2 separate regions of the Mus musculus genome follow, and region 2 is linked to region 1. The links are chromatin contacts, called in public Hi-C maps. All regions are on one chromosome and are shown on one strand. Each heading gives the region's core, a stretch centred on a gene start, on an enhancer-like site or on the middle of the called end of the contact. The rest is flanking DNA. Distances are from core to core; before and after follow the strand shown. Region 1 holds the start of Esrp1 (epithelial splicing regulatory protein 1). Region 2 has its middle 36 kb from the start of Gm35631.

Region 1 (4,356 bases), core at 1,722-4,221:
CTATTCTTGAGGGTGCGATCGCTCCTCTACTTGGGACTCCCCTCCACTACCTACCAGTATCACGGGGCTGACCAACTCCTAGACTTTACCTTCTTTCCCTAGTCTATTTGTCGCAGCAGGTATCAAGTTAACTGCCTACAAATGCTGGCCCCCAGGTGTTACTTTGGAATTTGCATCTTAGACAGCCCCAAAGTAGCTAGCCCTAGGTGGTCCAGCTACATAGATTGCTCCTAAGTGGCTTGTGCTTCCCAAGTCCCTGGAGGGGCGGGAGAACCTGGGCATCCATCCACCAGAGCGGAAACAGCCCGCAGCCTTACTCCGGGGCCTTGGTCAGCATTCCAGCTTTCCTGGGCTGCTGACAAAGCCCCAGTTTCAGCCTAATAACTAAGGGACGACCCCTTTACTGACAACAAAAACCTGGGATGCTAGGTCTTAAACCCTAGCGTAAAACTCAGCATCCCTCAGTCCGTACCAGTTACAAGGTCCTCTTAGTCGGTTTACTCTGCCCCCTACCCTGAACTCTCCAGTACAGGAACTGGGCTGAGTTGCCCTTCTACCAATAACCCAGCTATTTTGGCCCCTTGGCCACTGCACCTGGTTTCCCTCTCTCTATCTTCCTCTTCTCACACGGCGTGGCTCAGCTTCCTCTTCATTCTGGACCCTTCCACATACCTCTAGCTATGGGCTCCCTCATATCGCTAATCTCAATCTTTTTCCAGACTACCTAGTCTGTGTAGCTCTGGTTATCCCGAAACTGGGTTTTTAGACTAGGTTCATAAGATTCCCTAGCCTTTGCCTCTGAGATCACTGGCTAAAAAAATGTTAATCCGTACCTAGAAGCAGTCACGTCCTCCTTTCCTTCCTTTCTTTTTATCATTAAAATTACTGTATTTGTGTATTTGTTGTGGGCAGAGCAAGTGCCAGGCTGTTACAAGCCCTGAGCATCTACCCCAAAACAACAAACAGCAAAACCCTTGTTAAGGTAAATCCAGTTGGACACATTAAACTGAATTAAAAATTGAATTTAAAATCTAAAAATTAAAAAATGTTAGAAACAGATAATCCAGCTTATTAAAATGGGGGATGGAGAGTCTCTGCAAAAGAGGGGCAGCTGTGAGATTCATGTTAGTTTCCTGTTGCGGCATCTCCTAGTAAAAGCGCCGACTTTAAGTCTTCCGTTCTTTAAAACTTGTCGTAGGAACGATGGATCCAAACTCCAAAGTCCTGTCGGAGGTGCTTCAGGTGCGGCTGTGATCACTTTCTCTGCAACCTTCGCTTGCCTGACTTGGGGCCTCCCAGCCCGGTGTGCTGAGCGTGCCGCGGAGTCTCGTGCCTTTGCCAGGTGTTGCCTCTTCGGTAGAGCCGAGCAACCGAGATGGTCACGTCTAGAGAGCCCTGGGGCGACGCGGCTCCGCAGAACCGGCTCCTCCAAGCGGCCTCGCCCACTGCAATGCAATCTGGGTGGTTTTTCCAGATTCCCCGCCCAGTCCCAGCCCCCTCGACTCCAGGGGACAAGGAGGCAGGCTCGGAGACACCGGGGCTAGGGCGGGGCCAGGAGAGGCACCCGGGGACTCGGGAGCTGAGCGCGAGCCAGGCCTCCGCCTGCGATCCCGGACGCGGCTGCCACCTGCACCGCCGGCCCCCGTCTCCGGCCGCACCTCATCCTACCGGGAAACGCGCGCCGCGGGCCTCCGACTCCTCTCCCCACTCCCGGGAGTCAGCTCCCGCTGGGAAAGCGTAGTCTCTAGGTTGTCCTGACAAGGGTCCCCCAGGAGAGTACCAATAGGTTCCTGCGGTTGCAAGGGTGTGGCCGCTTCTTTTCACTGCAAGGATATGCAAGGCCACACACCGGGCGCCAAACGAGTAATATTTCAGACGGAATTCGGCTCCTAAGAATAGACCGGTTTAAAACAGAAAACTCGAGGGAACTCCACCGATGGCACTTTTCTAAAGTGTCAACATAACCTTATATAGCTCTTGGTGGCTTGTGGCAGGGCTGGGGTGGTTGGTGGTGGAGGCGCAGGAGTCTATGGGCATAAGTTGGCCAAGTCACACGCTCCAAGAACAAAAGGCAGGATATTTAACGAAAAGTGCGTTTGGCCTGACTGAAAAATCTCTATGAGGGCTGCGGGGCAGATGTACTTCTTAGCCAAGGCAAGTCACAGTTAACTGTGTCTGCGTCCTAGAGGGTGTTCCGGTCTCGAATTAGCAGCCAGCACGACGAAGATGTAACAATTATAGCAATAGAGAAGGGGCTACAGGTCCTTCCTCCCGAGGTTCCCCAGCTGCTTCGAGGGCTGTGATTGCATCCCAGGACCTGCCTAGCCAGCCAAGCGTCGGGTTCTGCGGCTCGGGGGTGGGGGCGGAGGCTCGCCCCGAGGTGGAGAGAGCGAATGCCAGCCTCCCGCGCCGTGAGGGGCAGGGCCAGCAGGACACCCTCCTCCGGCTGTTTGCACAGAAAGGTGTGCTGGGCTCAGGAGCGGCGTTTGCCGGGTTCCGCAATTACCCGCACCAGCTTCCCGGGCAGCCGTAGACCCGTCCCTCCCACGCGCCGCGCCCTGGGCCTCACCTCTGGCCTTCTTTTACCTTTAGGCACCTTGGTCATTCGCGCGACCCCTCAGCTTCTCCTCCCCCCCCCCCCCCCACACACCCTCGGCCAAGCCAACCCTCCAAATCCCTCAACGCTGCGTCCTCGAGCAGGGACCCTTCTCGTCGTCGTGCCCCCCGCCCCTTGGTCTGGCCTTGGCTACCCTCCTGGTGACAAGTAGCTCTTCCCCGCCTCTCTCTTTCCCTCCCCTTCCCCCAGCCCTTGCTTCCCCATTCATCCAGCCTTTGTCTCCCGCCCTCTCTTCTCCCTCCCCCAGCTCCCCTCCCACCGCTGCCACGTCGTGGTTTGAAGGAGCCAATGGCCGGGCGCCGCCAGGTGTCTCTTACCTGCACCACGTGGGGGAGGGGGGAAAAGGGGCGGGCAGGTAGAGCCACATCCCAAAACAGAAAAGCTTTCAGCCATTGCGCGCGCCTCCCGGGGGTGCAGCCCGGCTCCTGGGTTTTTTCTTAGACGCACCAGCAATTGGATACAAAAAGGGCAGGCCTGCTCTTCCCTCCTTCCACCCCCCTTCCTGCCCAGGGTGTGGAGCGCCGGCCAGGTGTGGGCTTGGGTGGCAGGTTACCGCCTTTTGCCCTGGCGGCCTCGAGGAGGGGGGTGGGCGCTTTCTTTTTCTCTTGGAAGAGGGTTTTAGCACAGGTTTTCTCGTTCTCACTTCCAACCCCACCTCGCCGCCTCCCGGCCCCCCTCCTCCCCCTCCCCACCTATCGTCATGACGGCGTCTCCGGATTACTTGGTGGTGCTTTTTGGGATCACTGCTGGGGCCACCGGAGCCAAGCTGGGTTCGGATGAGAAGGAGCTGATCCTGCTGTTATGGAAAGTCGTGGATTTGGCCAACAAGAAGGTACTTTACTATGTTCTGGTCCAAACGAGGAGTCGGGGCAACAACTTTATTGAAGAAAGTTGGAGAAAGGGTAGTCGGTTTCTTTTCCCTTTCCTTTTTTTTTTTTTTTTCTTTTCTTCACTTTTCTTTAAGTGGTTGCACGCTTATGAAGCGGGGCCCCGAGGCCTAGAGAATCCATAGCAGAATCAAACCTGTTGGCCAACCACCTTGGAGCCGTTTAAATCTTCTGAAACTTGGCTCAGGTAGAAAAAGGCCTCTCGCTGCCGAGCCGCGTTCTCTGAGAGTCGCAGAACGCCTATGCCAGGCTGGTGGTCCCCGGGGCGCTAGGGTCCCCTCCTTGGCCTGGGCGACTTGATCCGGGTAGGGTGGGGGTGGGGCGACCAGATCCCTGGGTTTCTAGGGAGCTTTGATTCTGCTGTTAGGTGCCTGTAGAGCTCGAGCCGTCCAGGAAAAGCCAGGGAGGAGGAAGGATTTCCAAATTGAAAAGGGGGGAAACCGACCCCTTGTTTTCTACCCCTTATTCCCCGAGGTGGGACAGCTGCACGAAGTACTAGTTAGACCGGATCAGTTGGAACTGACAGAGGATTGTAAAGAAGAAACTAAAATAGACGCCGAAAACCTGTCTTCCGCGCCGCAGCTGGACCAAGCCCTCCGACAGGTGACAGTTTTGGCCAGGCCACGCCGCCCACCCCCATCCAGGTGGCCCCCATACTCGACCCGACCCAACCCTGCGGCTCCACGCCCTCGTGGGGCGGCCTCTGCTTGTTTCTGGGGTGGGGTGGCGAGGTTCCCAGCCTTGTGTGTGGGAGTCCGGCCGGGGGGCGGGGGAGGGCTGCGGTGCTTGACTTCCCGGCCCCCAGGGTCTCGAGATTGAGATGGGCTCGAGCTCCTGTTGCCTCCTGAGTAG
Region 2 (4,712 bases), core at 862-3,361, 37 kb before region 1:
CAAAGGAGAAGAAAGGAGTAAGAATAATGGCCCTGGGGTGGGATCCCTACCTCACACCATCAAAACCAAGGCTTATGTGGGCTAATGAGGGCTAAGCATCTAGTATCCTTACTTAGATGTGTTGTCAAATCTGTATCTGGGGTGAGTAGATGTCTGCTCATCTCTCCCCAGGAATAGAGTCACACACAAGAGGAAAGTCATTGGCTCAGAAAGGACACACACACACACACACACACACAGCCCTAAGATGAGAGAGACCACAAGCATCAACTCAGGAAGGAGGAGGACCGATTCTAGAGATATTAAAAGCTAATCACAGGCTTGGTACTCACTGGCTGTGGGAACCCTGGAGACAGTAGCATGGTCTAAGGTCAGCAGCAAATCACTGGGTGACTCCTGATGACTAAGATGAGACAGGCAAGCAAGGATCAGGGCTGGGAAAGATAATGTGGCACCTTCTGGGGAGTATGTCTACATGACCAGTCCAGAGCTCAGGAGCTGTCTATGTAGGAGTCACTGTACACCATAATTATAGGTCTGACAGGAGCTGAAACTGCATGGGAGACTACAGAATGGGGATGAATAAGTGTAGTAAATCTCACCTTCAGGTCTCTGTGCCTCTCACCTCACACCAGCTAAACTGGTTTTGTCTATGGTTTTGACTATAGAGGACTATCCATGTCTAAAAGCAAATCAAATTGTGTACTTAAAAAGATATGGAATCGGGCAGTGGAGGCACACACCTTAATCCCAGCACTCAGGAGGCAGAGGCAGACAGATGTCTGTGAGTTCAAAGCCAGCCAGGTCTACAGAGCAAGTTCCAGGACAGCCAGGGCCACACAGAGAAACCCTGTTATCCAAACTCTCCTCCCCACAAAAGAAGATATGGTTTGGGAAGCTGAAAGATGGTGCAGTAGTTAGGAGCACATGTTGCTCTCCAGAGGACCAAGTTCAGGTCCCAACACCTACATGGTGGCTCACAACTATCTATATGTCCAGTTCCTTGAGATATGATGCCCTCTTCTGACTTTTTTTTTTTTTTTGAGACAGGGTTTCTCTGTATAGCCCTGGGACTCGCTCTGTAGACCATACTGGTCTTGAACTCAGAAATCCGCCTGCCTCTGCCTCCCAAGTGATGGGATAAAAGGCATGCGCCACCACTGCCTGGTTTCTTCTGACTTTCAAGGGCACCAGGAATACATGGAACACACATACATACATGTAGGCAAGCATTCATATGCAAAAAAATGTAAGATGACACAGTTTGAGTATCTATGGAAATTAAAACAAGGGGTAGTGAAAAGAATGTTCTGGAATGGCTAACATGGTGATGTTCAGTAGAGCAATTTATAAAACTGCAGGTTTTTCATGTGTCCTTTCCACTAGAAACAGCCAGACTGGCATCCTCCCTCTTGGGGGTTTGCCAATGAGTTGAGAGTTCTCAATCTGAAAGCCCTTTTAACAAGCAGTGTCGTTGGATTCTGATGAATCTCAGATGGCTACTGCACCTCTATGCATGCTCTTGAACACTGAGGCCTGGTGAAAGTCCTGGCCCATTTGGACCTCAGGATTAGAGCTTCCAATTCTTTTTTTTTTTTTTTAACCAAGAAACAACAGCCACCCTACACACATATACATATCCAGGGTGATGATTTCCTGATTGCAGTTTTTTTTTTTTTTTAAGATTTATTTATTTAAGTACACTGTAGCTGTCTTCAGACTCCAGAAGAGGGCATCAGATTTCGTTAAGGATGGTTGTGAGCCACCATGTGGTTGCTGGGATTTGAACTCGGGACCTTCAGAAGAGCAGTCTGTGCTCTAAACCACTGAGCCATCTCGCCAGCCCCGAGCTTCCAATTCTTAGAAACATGGAATTTTTAAAAAATTTATTTCTTCCTTGGCAATTTCATGCATGTATATAATAGATTCTGGTCACACACAAACCCATTTTCTTATCTTCTTCCACCATCCCCCAAGTCCCTATCCCACTATCTTATCTTTGTCTTTTTCTTTTGAGACCCATTGGGTTTAACCAGGGCCTCTCCAGTGGGCATGGGTGTGGAGCTATCCACTAAGGCATGAGTCACTTATCAGTGACTACATCACTGAAAGCAATTGCTTTCTCTCTAGCAGCCTTGGATTGCCAGCAGCTCCCCTGGGTGAGGCTGAGAACCATGAGCCTAACCTTGTCTGGAAACTGAACATTTACAGAGTCAGCCTTATGCAGGACCCATGCATTCAACCACAGTTACCTCAAGTTCTTGAGTAACATAGCCATATTATGCCCATAAAAAAGCACATTACAAACCTTCCCCACACCCCTAACTTTACATTGTATTTCACCTTCTTTTCTAAAAGTCTCCCCTCAGCCTTGCATGGAGTAACGTGGAGGCCACAGTTAAGACTGAGCATTCAAGAGTTAACGTTTTCAGCACAATGACCAACCATGTGCCTCAGCATTTCCTGCTACTCAATGCAGAGAGGAGCATCTTTGCTGAAAGCTGAGGACAGTCTATGTCTGGACAATGTGTCCACTCAGTAAAACCACAAATTAGGCTCACACCTGGGACCCTTAAGCTCCTCAGACCAGGTCCGCAGTACGGGGCATGAAGAGAAGGCCTTAAGAATCAATCAAAAAATCAATTGGCTACACCCATCATAGTCATTCCAGAACATACCTTTTGCCTGGCAAGTTGGAATTGTAACATACAAGATCCAAAGTTGAGCAAGCCTGTTGAAGACTTTTCTCCTCCAGCAGCCTACAGAGCAGCTCCTGTGAAGGCTAGTCAGGTAGGAAGAAGCTTGCCCCTCGGTTCCAGTATGATTTCTCTGTTCTCTACAACCAGGGTGTGTGAAGTCTTCAGCAATCCAGTCCTTTGGGCAACCAAGGGCGTTGGCTATAACCTATACATATATAGTCTTGGTGGGGAGCTAAGGGGAGCCTCTGGAGTTGTTTTGGCTACCAGCTCTTAAGGAGGAGTACTTGGACACTTGGATTCTTGTTTAATAACCTATAGCTTCTGGAATCATTACCCACATGGTGTATCTGTTCAAACTCTTCTAACATTAGGAGCATTATTTTCCTTTTTATTTTATTCTAAGGGTCTCACTATATAGACTTCTGACCTAGAACCCACTAGGTAGACCAAGCTGACCTCAAACTCACAGAGATCTTCCCGGCTTTGCCTCCCATGTGTTAGAATTAGAGGAGTGTGAGCCCCATATTTGTTTTTATTTTTTATTTTTATGTACTTACTCAAGGGAGGAGTACACAGGCCACCATGAATGTGTGGAGATTTTTTTTTCTTTTTCTTTTAGAGACAGGGTTTCTCTGTATAGCCCTGGCTGTCCTGGAACTCACTTTGTAGACCAGGCTGGCCTCGAACTCAGAAATCTGCCTGCCTCTGCCTCCCGAGTGCTGGGATTAAAGGTGAGCACCACCACCACCCAGCCAAATGTGTGGAGATTAAAGCAGAACTTCTAATCCATTCTCTTCTTCCACCCTATGAGTCCTAGGTTCAAACTCAGGTTGTCAGGCTCCACAGCAAATATCCTTACCTGCTGAGCCATCTCACCAGTGCAAAAACATAGGATTTGATGTTTCACCTCAATAGAACTGCTTCATGGAAGGAAATCCAAGTTGAAAAAACTTGGCAGAAAGATTTCTGAGTTCGAGGCCAGCCAAGGCTATACAGAGAAACCCTGTCTTGAAAAACCCAAAACAAACAAACAAACAAAAATAATATTACTTTAATTTTTTTTTTATTCAGATAGGTCTCATGTAGCCCTAGTTGCTATCAAGCTACCATGTGGCCAAGGGTGACTTTGAGTTAGTGACGCCTCTGCCACCAACCTTTTGAGTGTTGGAACTACAGGTATGCGCTATCATTCTTTCCAGTGCCAGTTCTTATTTTTATAACATTCTAAGCTTTAAAAAAATTATTTTGCCAATAAATAAATATACCGCCCCCGAAATAAACAAAGAAGAAAAAAGAAAAAGAAATTGCTGCCAAATGAGTTTATTGAAGTGGACTTTTTCTTCTTTAATGATATGCTTGTTTTAAACAATATTCTATAGAGGATCTAGAGCGATGGCATAGCTTTTAAGAGTACCTACTGTGCATGGCGTGGTGGCTCATGCCTTTAATCCCAGCACTCGGGAGGCAGGGGCAGGCGAATTTCTGAGTTCAAGGCCAGCCTGGTCTACAAAGTGAGTTCCAGGACAGCCAGGGCTATACAGAGAAACCCTGTCTCGAAAAACCAAAAAGAGAGAGAGAGAGAGAGAGAGAGAGAGAGAGAGAGAGAGAGAACCTACTGCTTCTGCAGAGAACCATGTTCAGTTCCCAGCACCGACTGGTAGCTTATAACCAACTTAACTCCAGTATCCAAGGATCTGAAACCTTCTTATGGTCTCCATAGACACCAGACAAACACACGGCATACACTGAACACTCTCAAACATAAAATAAAATAAATAAATATTTTTAACTACAGAGATATATCCAACTTTTTAATCACAACTCCATTTAGAGTTCTGCTCAATGCATTAGATTCCTTTGCTGTTGTTGTGGCAACTGATCTGCTAGGGGCAGCAATGGGAGGAAGGTTTACTTTGGCTCAGGTTTGATGGAAAACAGTGATGGCAGAGGGGTGGGGCAGAAGCCTTGGTCATACTGTGCCCAGAGTCAGAATCCCAGGGCACAAACCCTGGC

The links. A called contact is a pair of places that touch in the nucleus more often than the background predicts.
Region 2: a contact with region 1 is called in a Hi-C map of epidermal suprabasal cells, with 2.0 times the contacts expected there. The contact joins the enhancer-like site here to the promoter of Esrp1 in region 1. A contact is called at or near these places in 4 of 484 Hi-C or Micro-C datasets (embryonic stem cells, epidermal suprabasal cells, nephron progenitors and 1 more), 4 of 115 datasets of contacts at active chromatin or transcription factors (double positive thymocytes and embryonic stem cells) and 3 of 9 other capture datasets (adipose tissue, liver and pancreatic islet).

What each region holds. Positions count from the first base shown.
Region 1 is chr4:11,385,398-11,389,753 of GRCm38.p6, reverse strand. It overlaps Esrp1 (epithelial splicing regulatory protein 1), which reads left to right and starts at 2,971. Exons shown (of 16, transcript NM_194055.3): 1 at 2,971-3,449; 2 at 3,979-4,107. The coding sequence starts at 3,318. Gm35631 (a long non-coding RNA gene) reads right to left here and starts at 2,622. Exons shown (of 2, transcript XR_390400.3): 1 at 2,570-2,622; 2 at 342-1,889. RefSeq lists an enhancer at 2,702-2,731.
Region 2 is chr4:11,421,145-11,425,856 of GRCm38.p6, reverse strand. No RefSeq gene overlaps it. Among named protein-coding and RNA genes, the nearest start is that of Gm35631, 36 kb to the right of the region's middle. Within about 2 kb of position 2,111, at least 9 of the 459 cell types and tissues checked have an H3K27ac peak or open chromatin away from gene starts, as enhancers often do. A contact at or near this core is called in epidermal suprabasal cells, where this site is marked.